3 separate regions of the Mus musculus genome follow, and all the other regions are linked to region 2. Evidence: chromatin contacts called from public Hi-C data. All regions are on one chromosome and are shown on one strand. Each heading gives the region's core, a stretch centred on a gene start, on an enhancer-like site or on the middle of the called end of the contact. The rest is flanking DNA. Distances are from core to core; before and after follow the strand shown. Region 1 has its middle 58 kb from the start of 4921525O09Rik. Region 2 has its middle 61 kb from the start of Gm40948. Region 3 has its middle 43 kb from the start of Gm33041.

What was found. Hi-C and Micro-C count contacts between places; a contact is called where the count stands out from the background.
Region 1: a contact with region 2 is called in a Hi-C map of liver, with 4 times the contacts expected there. The contact joins two enhancer-like sites. A contact is called at or near these places in 2 of 39 promoter capture datasets (both in liver), 12 of 484 Hi-C or Micro-C datasets (the C2C12 cell line, bone marrow-derived macrophages, liver and 2 more) and 8 of 115 datasets of contacts at active chromatin or transcription factors (effector CD8 T cells, hepatocytes, large pre-B cells and 4 more).
Region 3: a Hi-C map of liver shows a contact between it and region 2, with 2.5 times the contacts expected there. The contact joins two enhancer-like sites. A contact is called at or near these places in 9 of 484 Hi-C or Micro-C datasets (the N1E-115 cell line, bone marrow-derived macrophages, cerebellar granule neurons and 4 more), 4 of 115 datasets of contacts at active chromatin or transcription factors (embryonic stem cells and pancreatic cancer cells) and 1 of 9 other capture datasets (embryonic stem cells).

What each region holds. Positions count from the first base shown.
Region 1 is chr13:52,152,784-52,156,053 of GRCm38.p6, forward strand. No RefSeq gene overlaps it. Among named protein-coding and RNA genes, the nearest start is that of 4921525O09Rik, 58 kb to the left of the region's middle. Within about 2 kb of position 1,523, at least 98 of the 459 cell types and tissues checked have an H3K27ac peak or open chromatin away from gene starts, as enhancers often do. A contact at or near this core is called in hepatocytes and liver, where this site is marked.
Region 2 is chr13:52,020,706-52,024,253 of GRCm38.p6, forward strand. No RefSeq gene overlaps it. Among named protein-coding and RNA genes, the nearest start is that of Gm40948, 61 kb to the right of the region's middle. Within about 2 kb of position 2,071, at least 16 of the 459 cell types and tissues checked have an H3K27ac peak or open chromatin away from gene starts, as enhancers often do. A contact at or near this core is called in hepatocytes and liver, where this site is marked.
Region 3 is chr13:52,177,934-52,181,530 of GRCm38.p6, forward strand. No RefSeq gene overlaps it. Among named protein-coding and RNA genes, the nearest start is that of Gm33041, 43 kb to the right of the region's middle. Within about 2 kb of position 2,233, at least 10 of the 459 cell types and tissues checked have an H3K27ac peak or open chromatin away from gene starts, as enhancers often do. A contact at or near this core is called in liver, where this site is marked.

The sequences.
Region 1 (3,270 bases), core at 273-2,772, 130 kb after region 2:
TGGGGTCAGAGGACAGTGACAGAATTCCAGCCCCTAAGCCCAGAACACAAAAGTGGAACTCTTTAATTCCTGTGTAATCTTTGAGAAGGAAAACACTCCCTCACCCTGCTGGCTCCATTATAAGGAGCCATGTTTGCACTGCCAACATCTTGGGGGCTCTTCTGAGGTTTGCAGGGTTATGTTGTTGTCATTGTTGTTGTTGTTGTTGTTGTTGTTGTGATTGTTGGTATTTTGTTTTGTTTTGAGGGATGAAGCAAACTATCTCCTAGCTGTTTTAGTAAGTCCCAGTCCTTCCAAGCTTGTTTTTAAAACATTCTTTGGTGGGAGCCTGGTTTACTGTGTCTACAGATCTGGGGGTGATTATGTTCCTCCTATTTCACAATTTCAGTTGATATTTGTTCTGCCTGGTTTGGCTTTTGGAAAGTAAGAGGACGTAACTGGCTTTTGGAGACTGTGGACCGTCCCCTCCCTGCCTGGTCCCCTGGCTCTCTTGTTCTGGGAATTGTACCTATTTATTGTCTCTGGTCACTTTACATAAAGAGTTTTGTAAAAGGAACGAGGGATGAAGGATGACTCTTAAGTTTCTTTTTTACACTGACAAGCGATTTCTTCCTTGGTTTGTGGTTGTGGGCCACATGAGAGCAGCTGAGGAGGGACACGTTAGCCAGGACCTGCCCTCCGTCTTTCCACTTTATTCTACATGCAAGAGAAGGGCAGAGATTGCCACAGCGTGGCGACGGCCTTCTGCCCAACTCCGTATCCCTCCAGACACGATGGCGTTGAAATCCACTCTTCATGCTGCTGTTGGTCAACATTTGAAGACTTGTTTATGAAAATATCAGGAACTGTCAGAACCCCACAGTAGGAAACCTTACCCCCAACACACATCAACCTCCGTTGTCCCTGCCCAAAATAACAAATCAGCTTCCTGGAAGGGCCTTGCTCAAACCTGGGAGCGACGTCAGCCTGCCCTCTGCCTGTGCGTATGAGGGCTGACCTTCTGAGATCAAACATTGTCCTGTCCAAGAGTCCCTTTGCCTAGAAATGTTCCTGCCTGGTGCAGATCCCTGTTTCCCTCAGCAGCCTGGCTGATTGTCTTCCCAGGGGGACTTGCCCAGTTCTGCTCTGAGCCACAGCTCTGCCAAAGTAAACCACATAGACTTACAAACAGTTTAAAATTCATTTTTCCTAGATGAGCTAAAGATGCATAAGGGAGAGAGAGGAACTTCATTTTTTTAAAAGTGTGTATGTGGGGGAGGGTCTTTTAGTATTATTATTAATAAGATCATGATGGTGATGAGAACAGGGATGTTTCAGAGGCTGGGGATGACCTGTCAGCTATACAAGACACATCTGTGACAGAGAAGAATCCATAGTGGCTCTCGCATACTGGAAGTCCTGGTGGCAGAGCTGAGAACCCATCACGTTGCAGGGATGTCAAACAGTATTGAACAGAGCTGTGAGCCAGGGTCTGCTGCTGGCACAGCACTTGGTTCTTCCAGACAAACAGGCCAGTTTCCCAGGATTTTGCAAGCAGCAGATGAGACCTGAATGATCACACACCAGATCTTGGCAGGGATTTGCTGTCCCTGTTTGCAAGATTGTCCCAGATTGGATCACAATGTACATAGAGATGGCTCTGAAATTCCCTCAGAGAACAAATTCCTCAATACAACTCTTCATCTGGAAATTTACCTAGCCACCCCCACCCCCGTCCACAAAAATGCTAACGTTTTTAAACTTGAAGGTGCATCAGAGGGGCCAGATGCAGTAGCAGACACATCTGTAAGCCCAGCATTCTTACAGTGAGATGGGAGGCTAAGACAAGGAGCCACAGAAGCGTGAGGGTCAGCTAGCCTTGGAGTGTGCAGTAGGGGACAGTAAGAGTGTCTCAGGCAAAAAGTCCCTGTATGGTTTAATAGGACCAGCAGAGGTTGTCCTGTGATCTCCACCCATGAGCTGTGGTATGCTTCCTCAGCCATGTTAATAAAGAGGGCAAGAATAAAAACAGTGATCAGCTGAACAGATTGGTGTTACCATTTATTTGGTGCATCCCAACACCCTGCTAGCATCTCTGTTTGCTTTGTGTCTGCACGCTCCACTCCTCTCTGGGGGGACGGAGAGTGCAAGGGGACTTGATTTTACTCCAGGGTGCACGTTTAGCATGGAAGCCACGGCTGCCTGCAGCAAGCAAGCAGGAGGGTGGAGGAGACTGTAGCCTCTGCTGGACACTGTGAATCGGTGCTTGTTCTGTGCTTACAATGAACATCATCACCATAGAAACCTGGCAAGAGCTGTGTAAGAGTCTGCAGCCTTCGCCAGATGAATGTTTTGCTGTTAGGATTTGCTGTGGTCCTATTAAATCATACGGGGTGTTTTTCTGCCGGGCAACAGGCGCTGTCATAAAATGCATCCATCATCAGATCCTCACGCCACCCGTTGACCAGCCCCATGGTGCGTGTTGACATAAGCGGGCTGCAAACGGCACCCACAGCTGCAGGCTTGTGACAGGGACTCCCTTGCAACAGGTGTATGCTTTAAAGGACCCTGAACCTGGATTTACAGTGAGGCCAGCTGCTGCCTTTGGGACTGACCATTTGTCATCTCTAGATGGGTCACCCTCCTAAAAGACTAGCTTGTTGGAAATTCTATCCTCACCCATGGGACCCTGTCATAATTTTCTTTTTGCTGGCTTCTGCTAGCAGGGAGAAAAGAAGCTGAACAGCTTGCCCAAGCTTTAAGTTACAAAATCAACCAAACAAAACACTCACTTAGACCAGGCAGTACTGAAACATTCCAGAGATCTGAGAGTCCCAAGGTTGGTTAGGAACAAGGTCCTTGCCTCCTCTGGCAGAGTCCAGAGGTGACACCCAGCTCTGCTTTGTACAGCAGAAAGCATCAGCTCTGAACACCATGGCCCGCTAAATGTCCTCCACAAGAAAAATATTGTGGGCAGTTTCTATTCTGGGAGGAACTTTTGGTAAACAAAAACTTTATCCGGGTGCCACTCATCACTGTACTGAAGAAGGGGAAAAGACTTGAAATAGCCAAGTGGACGATTTTGGTTGGCTCAAAGCCCGAGTTCTTCTACCAGCTTGGGTACTTTGAGACCCACACTCACAGAGTGCTCTTGGAGCTTCCTGACAAAGTTTAACTTGAGTGGCGCAGGCATGTACAGTTTTCTTTCTCAAAGTGAAAGTGACACGTGTTCAGAGGAGACCAGGAAGACGTAAGAATGTAAATCAATAAACGGTTTGCAGAACTGACCCA
Region 2 (3,548 bases), core at 821-3,320:
AGGCAACCTCTCAGGTGAGGCTCTCTGTTCCTAGATGACTTTAGTTCATGTCAAGTTGACAAGCAAACAAAAAAACAACATGAAGACTTTGTCTCAAATACCAAGGTAGACGATGCCTGAAGAAGGGCACTCTGGGCCTCCACATGCACATCTATGTAAGTGTACATATGCTTGCACACACACACACACACACACACACACACACACACACACACACACCCCTACAGCCAGAGATATTGAGCTGAAAGGCAGCGGTTATAGTGGAGCTGGCACCAAGGTGTACCCAGTTCCTATAGCAACCGTTCCTGCCTGCTGCGGACTCGAACTGGGATAGTGGGTAGATGGACAGCCTTCTGAGAACTCCTGCCACAAACCAGCAACCCAGGGAACATGGCTCTAAGTGCAGAGCCCGTCTGCAGAGCCTGGGTGGCCACTGCATGCTTCTTTCTGTGGGGTGAGGCCTTGCGTCTTTCAAAAGCTCGTTAGAGACACCCTCTCCCTTTGAAGGGTCTGTTTCATGTGCCGCTTTCAATCTGTCACGAAGCCGCTTTGCTCCCAGAGAGCCGGGACTGCAGGAGGGGTACACTTGTGAGGCCGGAAGAGTGTCCTGGATGCCCTTCGGGGGACAGAGTCTCTAGGAGCACAGAATGAAGGGGCAGGCAGGAGTAGACGGCAAGATGCTGTTTTCAATCGCCTCTGGCTGTGTGCCTGAACTGTGTGTGTGGCTCACCCTATCCTGGGGGGAATAGCAAGGTCAGTGTCAGCGCTTTGATGTTGCCTTAGGGAAGTGGTGGAAATCAAACACAGACCTCTGCAGCAGTAGCAACCCCAGGGTTTGCATTACATTGTTTCCAAGTTTTGGAAAAGATGATCCTAGGAGAGGAGAGTGGGGATGTGACTACCCTGCTTCTTAGCGGATTAACGCTCGCTTTCTCCCTTCTCCACTCTTCCACTGGAGCCCTGTCTGACATCTCCCTTGCCCCGAGGCTGTGCTGTCCTGAGATGCCTCTGCAGATGAGGCTTCAAGTTGAACCAAGGCTAAGGGAATGATGGAAATTTTGTTCCTCTTCTCTCTCCCCTGGGCGGGGCTGAAGTGTTGGGGGGCGTGCAGGAGCAGGTTGCCTGTGTGTCTGTTTAGCTTGGCACCCCAAGCCTTGCAGCCTCGTCTCTCCTGTGTGAAAACACCGACAAGCTCCTGCCTGTTTCCATTCCCAGTGTTTGCCCCTGCTGCCTGGCTGGCCTCTTCTTGGAAAACCAGATCCTGTGGCTTCAGTGACCGGGTGCTGGCAGCAGGGGCCTTTGTGTGACTGGCAAAGGGCTCTGTTTCCCATGATTGCATCATGGTTTGGGGGGCACGAGGTGAGCATGGGAAGCTCCAAAGGGGTCAGGTCCCTGGGGAAAGGCGCCTGTCACTGGCTTCTGAGTCAATGCTCCCTTAAACTTGTGCCCAGTTTGCATCAGGAAAAAAAAGTTGTGCCCAGAGGAGACTGAGCAACGAACCTGCAGAATGTCACTGACCCATCCTGAAGGTCGTAACCTCTGTGCCACCAACCTCCAAGTGACACATTCCTAAGTACATTTGATGGATAAGTAAGGGCCAGAGACGTTTGGCTGATCTGAGTTTCTGTTTCGATATGAGTTATTGAAAGGATTAGAATTCTCATCTAGCACAAAGCTACACCTTCAGCTCAGTTCCCATTAGGTCTCTATGAATGTGTGTGTGTGTGTGTGTGTGATCAGAACTGAACAACTGTAGATTCCCTATTCGTCACTTAGTGTTCCGGTGCTGTAAAACAATGCTCCAGGTTGGGTAATTTGTAAGTGAAAAGGCTGATATTGGCTCGTGGTTCTGGAGGCTCGCAAACACGGTGGCAGGGTCAGCTTCTGATGAGAAGAAAAGGAACAGACATGCCAGAATGTTTTCAACATGGTGGTTGAAAGTTAGAACATTGAGGTTCTCAGTCTGCCCTTGGGGATTATGCAAGAGGATAGAAGGGGGTGGGGTGGGTAGAGATGTGTTCAACACAGCCATTGATCCAGTTAACTATGGGTTCATGTGAGATTCCAGGGGAAATTGGACATAGGGCACTTAGGTTAGCTTCCTGGGTTGGTCACCTAGGAAGGTGACAAATCCCAGTGGCCCAGAGGGTTCATATTTGAGACTTTCTTGTTGCAGGGTTTTCTCTGTCCAATCACATTAGGGCGGTGGCAGGCCTGTGATTGGACAGGAAAAGGGAGGTGGAGCTAGAAGTTGGGGAGACAGAGAGAGAGGTCCCAGGAGGGAGGAGGGAGAAGAATGAGAATGGAGGCTGACATGGTGTTATCTAAAGGTTAGAATAATTGAGTTACAAGTTTTAGCATTACCAACTGGCTCTGAAATTATTGTATTGGTATCTTGTAAAATGTGATATTATTAGTACATAAATCTAATTGTTTAACTATAAGCTTAAGAGTCTTAAATCTACTGGGTAATTAGGTATTGAGATGGCTAACCAGGGGTGTGTGGGGCAATGCATGGAAGCGAGAGGAACATGCACACACACACACACACACACCCATCCTAGAACTGGCCTGGCAGAAGCCCTGTGACCTTGCAGGGCCAGAGAGTTGGTGGGCCAAGAGACCATGCAAGTGCGACCGAGTGTGATCATCTGGTGTGGGGGCCAGCCCCAGAGAGTTGGCAGGTTCTTTTCTTTAATATTTCCTGCAACACGCTCTGAGACTCTGAGACTTCATTTGGGTTGTGCCCTGCATGACAGACTATGAGGGTTGCACGGTGCTCCCTGCATTTTGTGTCATGACCAGGCTGGGGACAGTGTAAGAACTTGACCTTGCAGTCAGCTTGTCACAAGTGCAGGTGGCCTGAGGAGCCCTGAGTTCCAAACTGGCATCTGAAACAGAGGCACCTTTAAAGCATAAATCCTTTGCTGAATGCCCATGAAGCCAACGCCTCTCTGGTGTGTGTGTGTGTGTGTGTGTTTGTGTGCATGTGTGTACACACATGCATGAGTACACACAGAGGCTAGAGGTCAACCTTGGGTGTCATTCCTCCACTTTTGAGGACTAGATGCCAGCGCTTCCCTTTCCGTCTCCCAGGGATCTCTGATAGACCTGGAACTTCCCTGTTAGGCTAATCTGGTTGTTCAGCGAACCTCAGGGACTCATCTGTCTCAGCCTTCTTGGTGGTGGGATTATAGGCATGGACCACCAAGCCCTGCTTTCTACATAGCATCTGAGCACCAAACCCAGAGCCTTACGCTTGTGAGGTAGGGACTTTACTGACTGAGCCGTCTCCCTAGGTCCTTGGCATGTTCTTCGTTGACCCAGATGTCGTGGGATCCTGACTAAGAAGACACACCTTGTATGAGGGGTTGCGGTCACATAGTGTGTCCTTTAAAATAGCTCTTGTAGACTTACTTTGAGTCTGTCAAGGTTCAAAAGGTTCATATTGATAATAAATACACAGAGATGTCCCAGAGGCTTCTGTGAGTTGCTGGTGTTTAGGGCCAGGAACTTGTATTACTTGTTTCTCAGTTCATCACGGAGAT
Region 3 (3,597 bases), core at 983-3,482, 160 kb after region 2:
ACACACGTACATACACACACATACACACACACACATACACACATATACATACACACATACACACACATACAACACACACATACACACACATACACACACACACACAGAGCCTTGGTAACTTTGATGGAAAGAGCAAAAGGCAATATGGAGATCTTTTCAAGCAGGCAGGCATAAGGACTTGAAGACATGTTTAGGTTCCCATCCTGCCTTCTCTGGGAGTTCCCAGTTACAGTGACTATAAAAAAAAACCATAGCCCTAGCAAAAACAGCTGGCAACTTCATCAGACTAAATTGGTAGTCCTTGCAGAATACCATTCTAGCCTAAGACTTTATATAATACAACAAATTACTCTTTTACTTATTTTTTGTTTGTTTTTGTTTCAATACAATGTTTCTCTATATAGTTCTGGTTGTCCTGGAAATCACTCTGTACACCAGGCTGGCCTTGAACTCATAGATCCCCCTGCCTCTTCCTACCAAATACTGGGATTAAAGGTATGCACCACCACTACCCAGCAGGACAAATTTTCTTAAATGATGCCTGCCTCGTTGGCCTTGATGTGTAGAAATAAGTTATGAGGTATCAGCACATGACTAAAGATGGCCGTTATTAGGTAATCTGAGAGTGATGCTACTAGTCACAACTTCTGAAAGAAAGAAATCATTATGGCCCATTTTCAGGGTGGGGGTGCACTCAAAGTTTACTACAGAGTCAGAGATAAGCAGGAGGTACAAGACCCCTCTCTGCCCTAGCTGGTATCTGACATCTGTGTGTCTCAGAACTCTGAGAGTTGAGAAGTTATAGGCAGTCTCCTATGTGATTGAGCCCGTGATCAGGGGAAAATCTCAAGTCCCAGGATATCTCATCTCTAGAATCCCAACCTGTAGAAAACAGAAGGCTATGTTTCTCATGGCCAGTGACTTTAAAAACCACTGACTTGTGCCCAAAAGTTAGCCAGCCCTTTGTGCTTCTTTCTTCTTTGCTGGTTTCCCTCGCTACAGGGTGGCATGTTAAAAATGGGGTTGCCTTCTTTAATTTGTTACGGAGTAAGGAATTTATTTCCCACACCACAGGGTTGTAGGCCGAATGCCCCAACACCTGCAATCTCCTGTATCAAAGCCCTAACTCTCAATGCAATTGTGTTTAGAAACAAACCCTCTATGGGAGTCACTACATGAGGTCATAAAGCAGGTCCCTGGTACAACAAAAATGATGTCCTTACAAGAGATACTGAGGTAGCACTGAGCTGGCCCCCACCTCCTCCACAGATCCACAGATCCACATAGAAGATGTCATGCCATCATAGTAGGGCCTCTCCTTCCCAGGTATCTTGATCTTGGACTTCCCAGTCTCTAAAACTGAGAACTAAATGTCCACTACTTATATCATGTAGTCCATAGCCCGAGCAGATGTATACAGAAAAGGCTGCGTATGCTCATCCTATTTGTGACCTATGATAATAGCAAAGCTTGCAATGGCCCCATCTGCAGGCTCAAAGTTTAGTCCCGGCTTGATGGCTTCTGATTGTATTACCTACCTCTCGTCCTTTATATTTGTTCTTAAGCAGAATAGCTATGGTCTTGTTAAATCTACACTTCTCTTCTCTTCAATAATATTCTATCATCTGGTAGTTCCATACATTTACACGATGTATATTGATCTCATCTACCCATTCTCTCTCTCCAATTCCCCTTAGGGTCCCACCCGAAATCTCTCCTAATTTCATGCCCTTTTCATATTGTTTGGTTTTATTGGTATTAATCCCTCAAGTCCAGTTAGTGATGTCCCCAAAGGAGAGGGATTGTCTCTCTCTCTTGGCAGCAATTGGCTGTCAATCACTTCTCCAATAGTGCTGGGCTTTAGGACCCAACCATGTTGGGATTTTGACTAGCTCGATCTTGTATACGCTGTCTGATTCCTCTTACTCGTGACTATTTCTTCTCTTGTGGGAGACTCTCCTTCCCTGCTCCTCCTGGGTACTGATTTGGAGGAGTAAGAACCCTGCATGTGACCCAAGGGGCATGGTCTGTGCTCAGAAAGGCTGCTGGAGTTTCACACAGTAAAACCATGACAGACACTGGCAGCCCCAGTTCCATGTATTTCAATTCCCTCTGGGTTTATATGAACTTGAAAGATTACATTTCTGTTTTGTTTCGGTGTTTAGAGTCATGTGACAACCTTTGGATCACGTCAATTGTCAATCTCCTGTGTCCAGCCACAATGTCTTTGGAACAAGGTGTCCTGGTGAGAGGTTGTGCAATGAGTCTGTCTACGCATGCTCGGGCATTGCAGGACTAGAAGAAAAAGGTCCCATCTGGAGACCTGCTTTGCAATACTTTCCTCTTCTAACCACATCACCTGACAGAATCTAGAAGATCCTGCTTTGGGTAGGTGAGACCTAAATGCTTTTGTCACCTTCTTCTATTCCAGTGAGGAGCTGAGTGAGATCCAAGAAGAAAATGCTTCCTTCGGTATCCTGGGTAGGTGCTCCTCCAGAAGCAGGGGTTCTAGGAAGAGGTCAAGACAAAGAGTGGAGAGAAGGATGCCCATAGCCTTTCTCAGAGGGGCTTAGATTTGGATTCTATCTCCCACAGCATCATCTGTGACTGCCTTGCTCTTGGGTAAGCGACACACTCTGGGTTAGGGTTAAGGCTAGGGCGAGGGCTAGGGTGAGGGCTAGGGCTAGGGCTAGGGCTAGGGCTAGGGCTAGGGCTAGGGCTAGGGCTAGGGTTAGGGTGTTGCCGCTCCCCTCAGTGTTCTCTCACTTGAAATCGTATCAGTGACAGTATAGCCTGCCCAAACAGCTTCTGGGTGTGCTCCTGGCCCAAGGGTAGGAAAGGGATCAAGAACTTCCAACTCAACCCAGAAATGTGCAATCCATTAAGGTTGCTTTGCCATCCTTGCCCTTTGCTAAGACAACAAGTCTTGCCAGGAAAGTAGCACTTACCAGCTCCCCAAGCACACGTGACCTCAGGGGTTCACATGCCCACTTGAGAGAGCAGAACCCACTTAGCCCATGAACTGTAGTGAGAGCATCACTCCCCACCCAGAATCACAGGTGACCCCATTTCACATGTCTCTGAGACCAGCTCTTGACAGTCCTCTTTCTAGGTATCAATCAATTGTTTCATGTTTCTACATGTTACATAAACTTTCCACTGTTCAGAGATGACTCTCCTGGCGACAGGAATTTTCCAGATGGAGGATGGCAAGCCAAGATCTCACCCCTTTCTTTTCTAAGCACAGTGTGTGAAGCGTCTTCTCTAGAAGAAACTAGTACAGCCAGGTCATCGTCACTCCATGTAAGATGGTAATTGCAGCAGTCAGTGCTCAGCTTGACGTTCTGACACAGGACTAAGGTATGGGCTCCATTTCTGCATAGGTAACTCATTGGCCTACTGAACCAGTAAGTGACACTCATGGACCAGTAAGTGACACAGTTACTTTTATTCTCTTGACTGACACATTAGTGGGCTGAGCTCAACATGTGATCTAGAAAACAATCGAAAAGCTAACATCAAGGACTGGGAGTTCTGCTGAGGAAATGAGTTCCTGTCCCAGAACTCATGCTTTGTTTTGTGAAGATGGAAAAACAT